Regions from separate parts of the Gossypium hirsutum genome. Here region 2 is linked to region 1. The links are chromatin contacts, called in public Hi-C maps. All regions are on one chromosome and are shown on one strand. The core of a region is the stretch at or near the end of the contact, and the rest is flanking DNA. Distances in the headings are between cores, read along the strand shown. Region 1 has its middle 14 kb from the start of LOC107931934. Region 2 holds the start of LOC107931926 (arogenate dehydratase/prephenate dehydratase 6, chloroplastic).

Region 1 (5,505 bases), core at 1,406-3,905:
ACAAATTTTGTCATACCGAGTAAAATAAAACACGAAAATTGTAGTAAAAAAAATGTGTAAACAAATTACATTGTTGTTATACGTGGTAAAATCATAATACACATAAAAAATAAAAAATAATACGAGCAATAGCAACGATATAAAATAAATAAAAGTCATACCTACAATCATATAAAATAACAATATATATAATCAAATAAATTAAAACATTCATTCAAAATAATAACGAAAATGAAATAAATAAGTAACAAATACAATTAAATATAAAAGGATATATATAGACATAAACTAAAATATGTATATATATAAATTAGCAAAATGTATAAAGTATATTTTAATATATAAAAGAAGCGATGAATATGTATATATAAAAATATGTACATATATATGGGTGTATAAAACTATGGAATATGAAAATAATAAAATACATATAAAAGTAAGTACATATATGTGTTGAAAAATAAAAGAAAGTATGTATGTACAAATTAAAGTTTAAAAATAATGAAAATATACGTATGTATACGAATAAATACGTTAATTTTGATACATGTTTAAAAAATATATTGAAAATGTATATATGTATTTATGTAAATTAAGATATACAAAAATATGTATGTACGTACATATAAAAATATATATATACTTATAAAATAAAAGGATATGTATGTATATAAATTAATAGTAACATGTGTGTATATACGGATTTATAAAAAAAGGTATATTTTAAACTATAAAGATTATGTATAAACATGTATATTTTTAGGAAAATGAAAATATATATAAATGTATAGATATGTACATAAGTTGTAAAATATATAAATGTATATATGTACCAGAAGTTTAAATAAAATTAATATGAATAAATAGGTAATAATAACAATAGTAGTAGTAGTAATAATAATAATAATAATAATAATAATAGTAGGACTAATTCAAAACGGGAACGAAATCTCAGGGCTGAAATAAAAAAATAAAACGGAATAAAGGATCAAAATGTAATATGCGCGGAAAAGGGGGGGACCAAAATCATAAATACCCCGAAACCCTAAAACGCAGCGCAGCGGAGGGTCAAAATAGAACAAAAACAGAATTCTGGGGCGAAATTGAAAAATGGGAAATAGCGAAACAGGACCAAATTGCAACGCGCTACCAAGTCGGAGGGACTACGCGCATAAATATCCCATTTAAAGAAAACACGCGGATCCTTCCCCTGGGTCGGGTCACCGCGCGGGTCAGAGCTCAATACGACGTCGTTTTGGTGCTGAGCAGACCGCCCAAAACGACGTCGTTTTGGAAGCCTATTTAAACTAATTTTTTTTCAAAATTTTTCATTCTTCTCTTCTTCTCCAGAAAAAAAACAAAAACTCCTCTCAAGTCACTCTCCCTTTTTCGGAAACCAGTCAGAGGTCCGGCCATTGACCGTCGCACCGGCCGCCGGTCGCCGGCGCCGGCACCGCCGTGCACGGCGGCGGGGAGACCAAAAGTTGCCCCTTTTTCGCCGAATCGCCTCCCCTCGGTGAATTTCCCTCTCCCTTTTTTATTATTATTTATTATATGAGTATAAATAGATGAACAAAAACAGAAAAAGTAAAATAAAATGGTAAGATATGAAAACGGAAAGGGTCGGGAATCACCTTTGATTTTTGTTTCTTATTTCTGTAAAACGTTACAAAAGGAAAGGAGATCGAATAGAATCCCCCACAATGGCTTTTCAATCGGTTTTTTTTTACCGAAAAAAAAAATCTCCTTCTTTTCTGTTTGAACGGCTTTTAAATAGCCATTTTACCATTTTCATTATCTCTGCTACTGTTTTGTCCTTCTTTGCGTGATTTTCTTCTTTGCAGGCAAGTGGGGTGATGGGACGGTGGCAGAAAGTAGGTGAACGGCGGAGTTGGTGGCGGTGGCAGAGGGTAGGTGATGGGGGGCATGGTAATTGGGTTTGTGGGTATTGGGTTTGTGGGTATTGGGTTTGTGGGTATTGGGCTCTTTTGTTAGTGGGCCGGGCAGAAATTTGGGCTTGTACATGTTGTATAAAAAAATTGGTTAGATCCGAAATTGATATTTTGTAAAGACAAGATGTTTCTAGGAAACTATCTTAAGAATAGTTATTTTCCCTTCGTGTGCAGAACGATCAAGATATATTATTCCCACGATACAATACTTTTACTCAAACGGAACAATACATACACGGAACAATACATACTGCATTACAAATTGTTTTAAACTAGAATAGACTCCAAAAATACAAAAGAAAGAAAGAATTATATAAAAACACCTCTCATCAATTACATTCTTTCTTCATTATATATTGTTATACAATAATAATAAAATATATAAAAACCCGACTTGGGATCCGACTTGAAATATCCATAGTTTAAATAGCCCCAAACACTTCATTTGAGAAGGGTACGGAAAAAAAACCCATCTTTATTATCTTCTACCTCTCTTCTCCTGAACTAGAACTCTTCTCCCTTCTTGGAACTCCATCATTGATACTATGTATCAACAATCCTCCACCGTTGATACCATATACCAATATATATTATAAATAATATATAACTTTCTTGGTGGCTCAAGGAGCTTCCTTCTAGGATTGGAAAAGCTAAGGCTCATCAAGAAAATAATGTCCCAAAAGGTTAGACATTGGTGACCTACCATTATGACAATGGGGCATCTAACCCTAATTTCAATTAATCTTTTTTTTTTCCATCATTCATTCTTACAACTACCATTTGTTTTTATTAGCCATAAAAAAGAATATCCATTATACCCAACCATTTTAAATTAATACTATCCATATTAATAAACATTATCCTAAGTTTTGGTTAATTTATGATTTGGAAAAATAAATGACAGAATAGCTTTTTAGAAAAACACACATCAAACTTCTAATTGGAATACTTAACCATGATAACAAATTAGACTAATTAATTAACAAAACAAAACAATTCTAAAATAAAATTTATATATTTACTTAAAGTGAAACTCGTAAATGTTGTTATAATAAATATTGATAATACTGGTAAAAATATACAAAGTAATAAAAAAAGAAAAAAAAGAATACACAGATTTTACGTAAAAATTCTTTTGAGAAAAAAATCATTTGCAGAGGTAGAGAAATTCGCTAATGTTGAAAAACGACTGATGCAAGAGGAATTTCAACTACATCTATTAAAGGGTTAAAAATCCTATTTTAATCAAAGTCAAATAGAAGAAGAATAGTTCTATACAGACCTTCTTATTTTGCTACTGTGTTTATTTTTTCAACAAGTGACGGGATTCAAATCACATAATCTCTAACAAATGTCGTTTTTTGTTTGTGAAAGGAATCGAACTGACTACAAATTAACTACACAATGACTTTTTTAGCAAGACTAGCACTTGCTTTAATAATAAGAGAAATTGTTAACACTTTCATTGAGATATCCTCAAACACCTTCAGATTTTTTCTAATATCAAAATTTATTTTAACCATACAATTAACAATTTTATTAATGATGACTTCATATGCAAAAATCGAATTATTTGAATTCCCATGATTTATGCTACTTTTTCAATCTTCTAAATTGACATCTTTTTAGCAAATATTGACCTTCTTTGCTATTTTAGTTTTTTTAATTTCTTTAAAAATGATAATTTCCCCATATCGAATTATTATTCCATTTTCTTGAACAAACCAAAAAAATAAAAAAAAGTAAGGTGCATCTTTCCGAATGCTCCAATATTATTTTTGCAATATTTTTCTTTAGTCAGATTATTAATTTCTGCCGACAGCAGATAAAAGTTTGTTATTATAAGAGTTCTTTTACTAAATAAGATCTAACATATCACATTAAGACGTGTGTTAAATGGGTCCACCTTATATGCTATTTTAATCATGGTTATATGAAAGAAGGATTGGTTAGACTTAGAATTAACTCAACTGTCAGTCTAAAGAAAAATTTTAAATCGGTTGAGCTGTAAATTAATATAAATTAATTGCATTGAGTTAAAAACTCGTTTGAATAATTTTTTAATATTTTTAATGATTTATTTAATTAATTAGTCAAAGACTAATTACATGTCACTAAATTGATCTCAAATTAAAGGGATTAATTACATCAATTGTCCCTAAATTATAGTACAAATTCTAAATTGATCTCAAATTTGGGAATTTACCTCTTAAACCCTCTTAAATTTGTAAAGTTATAAGTTAACATATGATGAAATTATGCTTTGATCCTCAAGAATGATAAAATTACATTTTAATTCTCATAAATTCCTTGACAAAACTAAATCCCTAATTTGAGCTAAAACCAAAATTTACCTAATTCGAAATACACGACATGCAAATAAATTTACCTAATTCATCTTTTGATATTATTTATTGGTAAAAGTGTTGTAGAGGTTTATGTATTAAGAGTAAGATTACATTTTGTTCTCTATATTAAAAAAGGAGGCAAAGTCCTTGTATGTTAAATCAAAGAACAACCGGTTCCTTTCTCTTAAAAATTTCATCCATTTCTACTATTAAAAATTAGTATGGATAACTAGACAATTATATGTGACGTGTCACGTATACCTCATTCTGAAGTATAGGACCAATTTTTAACAATATAAATAGATAAAAATTTAACAGAAAGACTTTTACTTTTTGATCTAGTGTACGGGGACTAATTTATTATTTTTTGAGTAGAGAGGGGATAAAATACAATTCGACTATTAACACAAAAATCTCAATTGTATTTTTACCATTATTTCTTACAATTGAATTGAAAGTTCAAAAAAAAGGGAAAAAGTCGAACATCAAAAGCAGAAGTTCATGCAACCGTACAGCTCCATTTGCCATATTAAGACAGGGTTTCCCATGATTTGTTGTCTCATTCACCCCATGTTCTTGAGTGGAAAAGCACACACAAATATTAACATGTTGAGTTTGGAGGTGTAATAATGATGATACCCTTTATTTGGAAAACAAAACAAAAGAGGGTGTTTTCAAGCAATAAAAAGAGATGTTGATAGCAAACAGAAGAGACTCCTTCACGTTTGCATTTTGTGGAGATGGGGTGTCCAAAACTCCAACATTGCTTATCCTCTTGTTCTTGAAACTGGTTTATTCATTTAAATGCAAATATGGTTTTTTTTTTAACCAATGGGGCATGGCTCATTTTAGACTCAGTGTAGATTTGAGGATGGCGAGGCTAAGATGATGTTATTAGCAATTGATCATGGGAATGCACCTTTAGTACTTCTAGTACCTACCAATTTTGCAATCCTTTCCAATGAATTTTTATGACAACCATGGCATGTAATGGGTAGAACAATGAGACCAAACAATTCCAAATGCCATTTATGATTTGATTTTTGTGCTCATCGTTTAGTAGGTATGTTGTATTCACGGTTTGAAGAACCAAATTATTAGAGATTAATTAAGCAAAACAAAATAATTTCGATTTTAACTAAACAAAATTAACCCTTCCAATATTTTCTTATTAGATAATTCATAATTCCATATACAAAGTATTG
Region 2 (5,464 bases), core at 1,028-3,527, 57 kb before region 1:
TGAGATTATAAATTTGAATGTATCTACTATTTGAATAATTTGGATCTGACATATAAAAAATAAATAATTTTTTTGTAGCAATTAATATTGTTTTGATCTTAAATTAATACAGAGTAATTTAATTTTCTTTCTTACCGAAATTTCAATTTGTTTCCATTGTTTCGATGTGTTTTGATCCATTTCAACTAATACCGATTTGCATCAATGTATACCAACTAATATGGTGGGTGCAGGATTTTAATATTTTTAATGTAACATTTAAAAATAAAATATAATCATTTATTTAAACTAAATTAATAATTTAAAACTCATATTTGCATACAAATATATTTATATGTATATATTAAAAATATTTAAAAAAAACTCAAAACAATACGTCAAAACACATATACCAACACATATCAATATTAAAATAAAAACAATACATCCATCAATGTGGTATTAACTACGCTGGTATCAATAAAATTTAAGATTGATAATATTTAACACGTCATATGTAAATTATTCATTAAATATGTATACACATCTTTATAAATTGATTTGCAAGTTTTAGATATTATCTATGTCAGATTGAGTTAGCGTTTAACATTCAAGCTAATGACCAGGCTAATAGAAAGATTTGATTAATAAAATATTAATGTTTTAAAGACTCAATTAAAATCTTACGAAGCTCTAAGCTCAAAAGCCTATGTTCAATTCAATAATATTGGTATCTTTAATATAATGTCGAGCTTTAACCCTAGCTCGAAGCTTGGTGTACAAAAAAATTATTGACAAATAAATCTTAAAGATGCGATGAAGTTTAACGTTTTTGTATTGATAAAAAAAAGTCTATTGAATATTGAATAGCGTATAACAAGATAACATAGTCTATCATGTAAAAGTGTAAAATTACATTTTCATAACCTGATAAAATAATAAGATAAAAAAATTAAGGAAAAATTGAAAATAAAAACAAACAAATTCCCTTAAACCGTAAATAAAATAAATAATTTTTTTTTCAAATTAAATAAAAAAACAAAGCAAAAGACTCTCCTATCCCTAGGCCTTTGCCTTCGGAGTTGGGACCCCTCCTCACGTGATGCCCGAATGGTCCTTAGTACTTTTGGCCCATCTTTGGGCAGACAATACATGGACTTATCACAACTATGTTAAGTCCAATTTTTTTTTCTGTATTTATTCGACCCAAATTATTATTTAAATAATAAAAATATATTCAATTATTTAATGATCAAATGAATAATTTGAGTTAAAAAAAAAACTTACAATGCGAGTGAAATTTAAGAGATTTTTCTTTTCCTCTTCGAATGGTCGGATTCAAGTTACTTATACAATAAGAATATAAATATTTACAATTTGATTCATATATTCTAAATATGTTTTATGCTTGTATAGTAGGTACATATTTTTATGTTTTAATCCATATATTTTAAATATATTCCATGTTAAATTTGGATATACTTGTAAAAGGCCTATGATCATGGGTGAATTTGGAAGTTCTTTTAGGGGCCAAAATTGAATCGTAAATTTTTTAAAGGTCAAAATATAATTTTATCATGTGTTAATTTTTGATTTCATCATTTTAAAAGGGACTAAATATTTTAAACATTTTTTGATTCTAGTCCAACAATAGAGAAGAAGAAGTTGACCCCCCTTGAGATGGATCAAAGGATCTGGAGATGGAGGAGATTCTGGTTCAACAGTAGAGAAGAAGAAGTCAATCCCCTTTTAAGATGTCTGTAGAATCTTATTATATAATAAGAGTCGAACCCTGGGTTGGATTTCGGGTCAGGTTATTATTATAATCATATAACAAGGTGCAATTTTATTTACATTAACTCGTAAATTTATCATTTTTAAATGAGCTAAATTATAATTTTCCATTTGGACATTTGGGGGACGGAGATAGGACCCTTGCATGCAGGGGTGAAGCCAGGGGGGCTGGCATGGGCTCCGGCCCCCCTAAAATGTAAAATTAACTTTTAGGCCCTTAATTTTTTTAAAAATTTAAATTAGTAAAAGTAAAATTACATTTTACCTCCTAAAATTATAAAAATTTGATTTAATCATTTACAAATTATAAAGATTAAACTATAAAAAACTAAAATTTCATCCGGGCCTCCTAAAAAAAAATTTCTGGCTTCGCCTCTACTTACATGCATTTCTTGTATTCACCCTTGCCCATGCCAATGGTTAAGCGGATGAATGACTTAAATGACACGATATTGATAATGATATTGAGTATATTACCATGCAAACCTTTATATAATTGTCAGTACTATCGTCATCAAATAAGGTATTGTATTTCCCAAGGGAAGGTCCAGAGACGTCCCTCAAAAATGAGGTGCTCCAGGGAAGAGTTTACATTGAGGTGTCGAAAGTCGAAAGGGTTCATACCTACAAATTAGGGGCAATCCACGTAATTGGGCCGAGAACCACAAGAGAAATCAAAACAAACCAAACTATAAAAAGGGAAGAGTTTATGCATAGCAGGATATGAATCCATGCCTTGGTGGATGCAAGAATTAATTTAGAAGTTGAACCACAATTTGAAGACTTTTTATGTAATTAACCCTAATATACGGAAGAAGTGAATTGAGTAAAAACAATAAATACGTACACTTACATCAAAAGAAAATATTATTGATATTTAAAGAAAGGAGTTTTTTTTCTTGAAAGGTTTGTGTTTAAGGTATTTATTATTTTAATAAAATAATTATACGAAATATTTTGTTATCAAAATCTTTTATGACTTTTATTTTAAACCAGTCCTCAAATTTCAAATCATTCTAATTATATCCTCAAATTATTAATATTATATCAATCAAATCTTTCTATTGCTAAAATCATTAATTTAACTATTAATCTAAAATAAAAATTTTAAGAAAAAATTAATATTGTTAAAATAAATTTTGTAAAAATATTAATTTTGAGGTTTTCAAAGTATTTATGGATGTTTTATTATTCATTTTCTATTTTTTCAGTTTTAGTTTATTATTAGTTTTTACTTTTAAAAGTTATGTTGCAATGCCTTATTTTTTTTAAAAAGTTATCATTTTAAATTTAGTTACGTAAGATTTGGCATGCCATGATTGATATAGTCTTGATAGTTTGGGGATGTAATTAAAACGTTCTAAAGTTTGAGGACTAATTTAAAATGATGGTATAATTTAGGGATATATGATTCAGTTAACTCTAAATATAAAAATCAAATACGAATACAATAAGGTTAAAATATGCCATAAGTCATTATACTCTTCATAAATCCGGAGTTTAGTTCCTATACTTTTCAGATTTCAAAATTTAGGTCCAATTATTAATATCGTTAAAATTATTTTGTTAAATTCAAGTTCATTACCACGTGAATAATATTTTTATTTTAAAATGTTATACCAACAATAAAAATTAACAATATTAATAATTAGACCTGAATTTAGAAATCTAAAAGATTAAATTATTAGAAATAAAAGGACAAGGACTAAATTTCAAATTTGTAAAGAGTATAAGGAGTTATGAAAAAATTTAACCTTACAATAATGTATTCGTAACTCCAATATAGACACAAATTTTTTACATATTTGTTTTAATTTGAAAAAATAATAATAATAAGAGAAGGTGCCAGGGGGTAGGTGTGAGATTTGACCGAACCAACTTGGCAGGCCCTTTTCTTAATATAAATTCCCTTCTCCCTCTTTCTTTCTTCTCAGCTTGACGTTCCCTTCTTCCAAAGAGAACAACAAGCTTTTCTTAATACTAAAATTTTAACGCTTTCCTTTCCTTCGTCTTTCCTTTGCTTTCCTCTGTGTGATTTTTAATAAAAGGGAAACGAGAAGGAAAAATGCAGGCAATTTCTCAAGTGCAAAATCTTAATTCGTACCTTATAATTCGCCGGTCGAAGCCTCGGTTTGATAAGCCGGTTCGGTTAGCTGTACCTGTACGTTGTGTGTATCACTCTGATTCAGTTCCATTCCCCAATGGAGTCCGTTCAAGCCGGGTGGATTGGCAAAGCTCGTGTGCTATTTTGTCTAGCAAAGTCTTCTCTCAGGATCAAGATTCCGGTGAGAAATCGAACACTTCCTCCGCCTCCGATCACCTGGCGGCGGCAGTTAACGGCCATAAAACTTCCTTGGATCTGAACTTAGTTCCGCTAGATAAGAAGAACAAGCCTCAGCCACCTGCTAAACAGCCTCCACAGAAGCCGTTAACTATTACCGATTTGTCTCCTGCTCCGAAGCACGGTTCTCAGTTGCGTGTGGCTTATCAAGGAGTTCCCGGTGCTTACTCGGAAGCTGCGGCGGGGAAAGCTTATCCAAATTGTGAAGCTATTCCTTGTGACCAGTTTGAAGTTGCGTTTCAAGCGGTTGAGCTTTGGATTGCTGATCGAGCTGTTTTACCGGTGGAAAATTCACTCGGAGGTTCGATTCATCGGAACTATGATCTTCTCCTCCGTCACCGACTCCATATCGTCGGTGAAGTTCAATTACCTGTCCATCACTGTCTTTTAGCTCTCCCGGGAGTTAGGACAGAGTATTTGACGCGCGTCATTTCTCATCCACAAGCTCTGTCACAGTGTGAAAACACTATCACCAAACTCGGCCTCAACGTCACGCGCGAAGCAGTCGACGATACAGCCGGAGCCGCCGAATATATCGCGACGAACAACCTCCGTGACACAGCAGCCATAGCGAGCGCACGCGCCGCCGAACTCTACGGACTCAACGTCCTCGCCGACGGGATCCAAGACGATTCAAGCAATGTCACGCGCTTCGTTATTTTAGCTCGTGATCCGATCATTCCACGCACGGACCGGCCGTTCAAAACGAGCATCGTCTTCGCACACGAAGAAGGAACCAGCGTGCTTTTCAAAGTGTTGTCGGCGTTCGCGTTTAGGAACATCAGTTTGACGAAGATCGAGTCACGGCCACACCGTAACCGGCCTATCCGGCTAGTCGACGACGCCAATGTAGGAACCGCGAAGCATTTCGAATACATGTTTTACGTGGATTTCGAAGCGTCAATGGCGGAGGTCAGAGCTCAAAACGCGTTGGCGGAGGTTCAAGAATTTACCTCTTTCTTGAGGGTATTAGGCAGTTACCCAATGGATATGACGCCTTGGTGCCCATCCAGTTGAAACCCATGAAAATAAAAAATAAGAAAAAACAAAATAATATGCACAAAAAAAAAATTTGTTGAACTTAATTTTTAATTTATTTCTTTTTCTTTTTTGTTATTATCATCATTTTTAATTCAACAACAACCAAAAATGACATTATTGTTGTTGATATTGTTGGGTAAATATAGTCAATTTAAGTCCTTTCAATGTTTGTTCTTCTTTTTTGTGCTTGAAATGTGAATATCATCTCATCCAACTCTATTCTTCTTCCTTTTCTTTTTTTTTTTTGTTTTTAAATTTCAAGTCGGTCCGATTAGACTCCTAAATAAAGGATAAATCAGAGGTATGTAA

Evidence for each region. A called contact is a pair of places that touch in the nucleus more often than the background predicts.
Region 2: a Hi-C map of hypocotyl shows a contact between it and region 1, with 4 times the contacts expected there. The contact joins the promoter of LOC107931926 here to the enhancer-like site in region 1. A contact is called at or near these places in 7 of 34 Hi-C or Micro-C datasets (hypocotyl and leaf).

The regions. Positions count from the first base shown.
Region 1 is chrA08:567,556-573,060 of Gossypium_hirsutum_v2.1, reverse strand. No RefSeq gene overlaps it. Among protein-coding and RNA genes, the nearest start is that of LOC107931934, 14 kb to the right of the region's middle. Within about 2 kb of position 2,655, at least 1 of the 9 cell types and tissues checked has an H3K27ac peak or open chromatin away from gene starts, as enhancers often do. A contact at or near this core is called in hypocotyl, where this site is marked.
Region 2 is chrA08:624,575-630,038 of Gossypium_hirsutum_v2.1, reverse strand. It overlaps LOC107931926 (arogenate dehydratase/prephenate dehydratase 6, chloroplastic), which reads left to right and starts at 2,277. Exons shown (of 1, transcript XM_016863887.2): 1 at 2,277-5,320. The coding sequence starts at 3,839. The coding sequence ends at 5,131.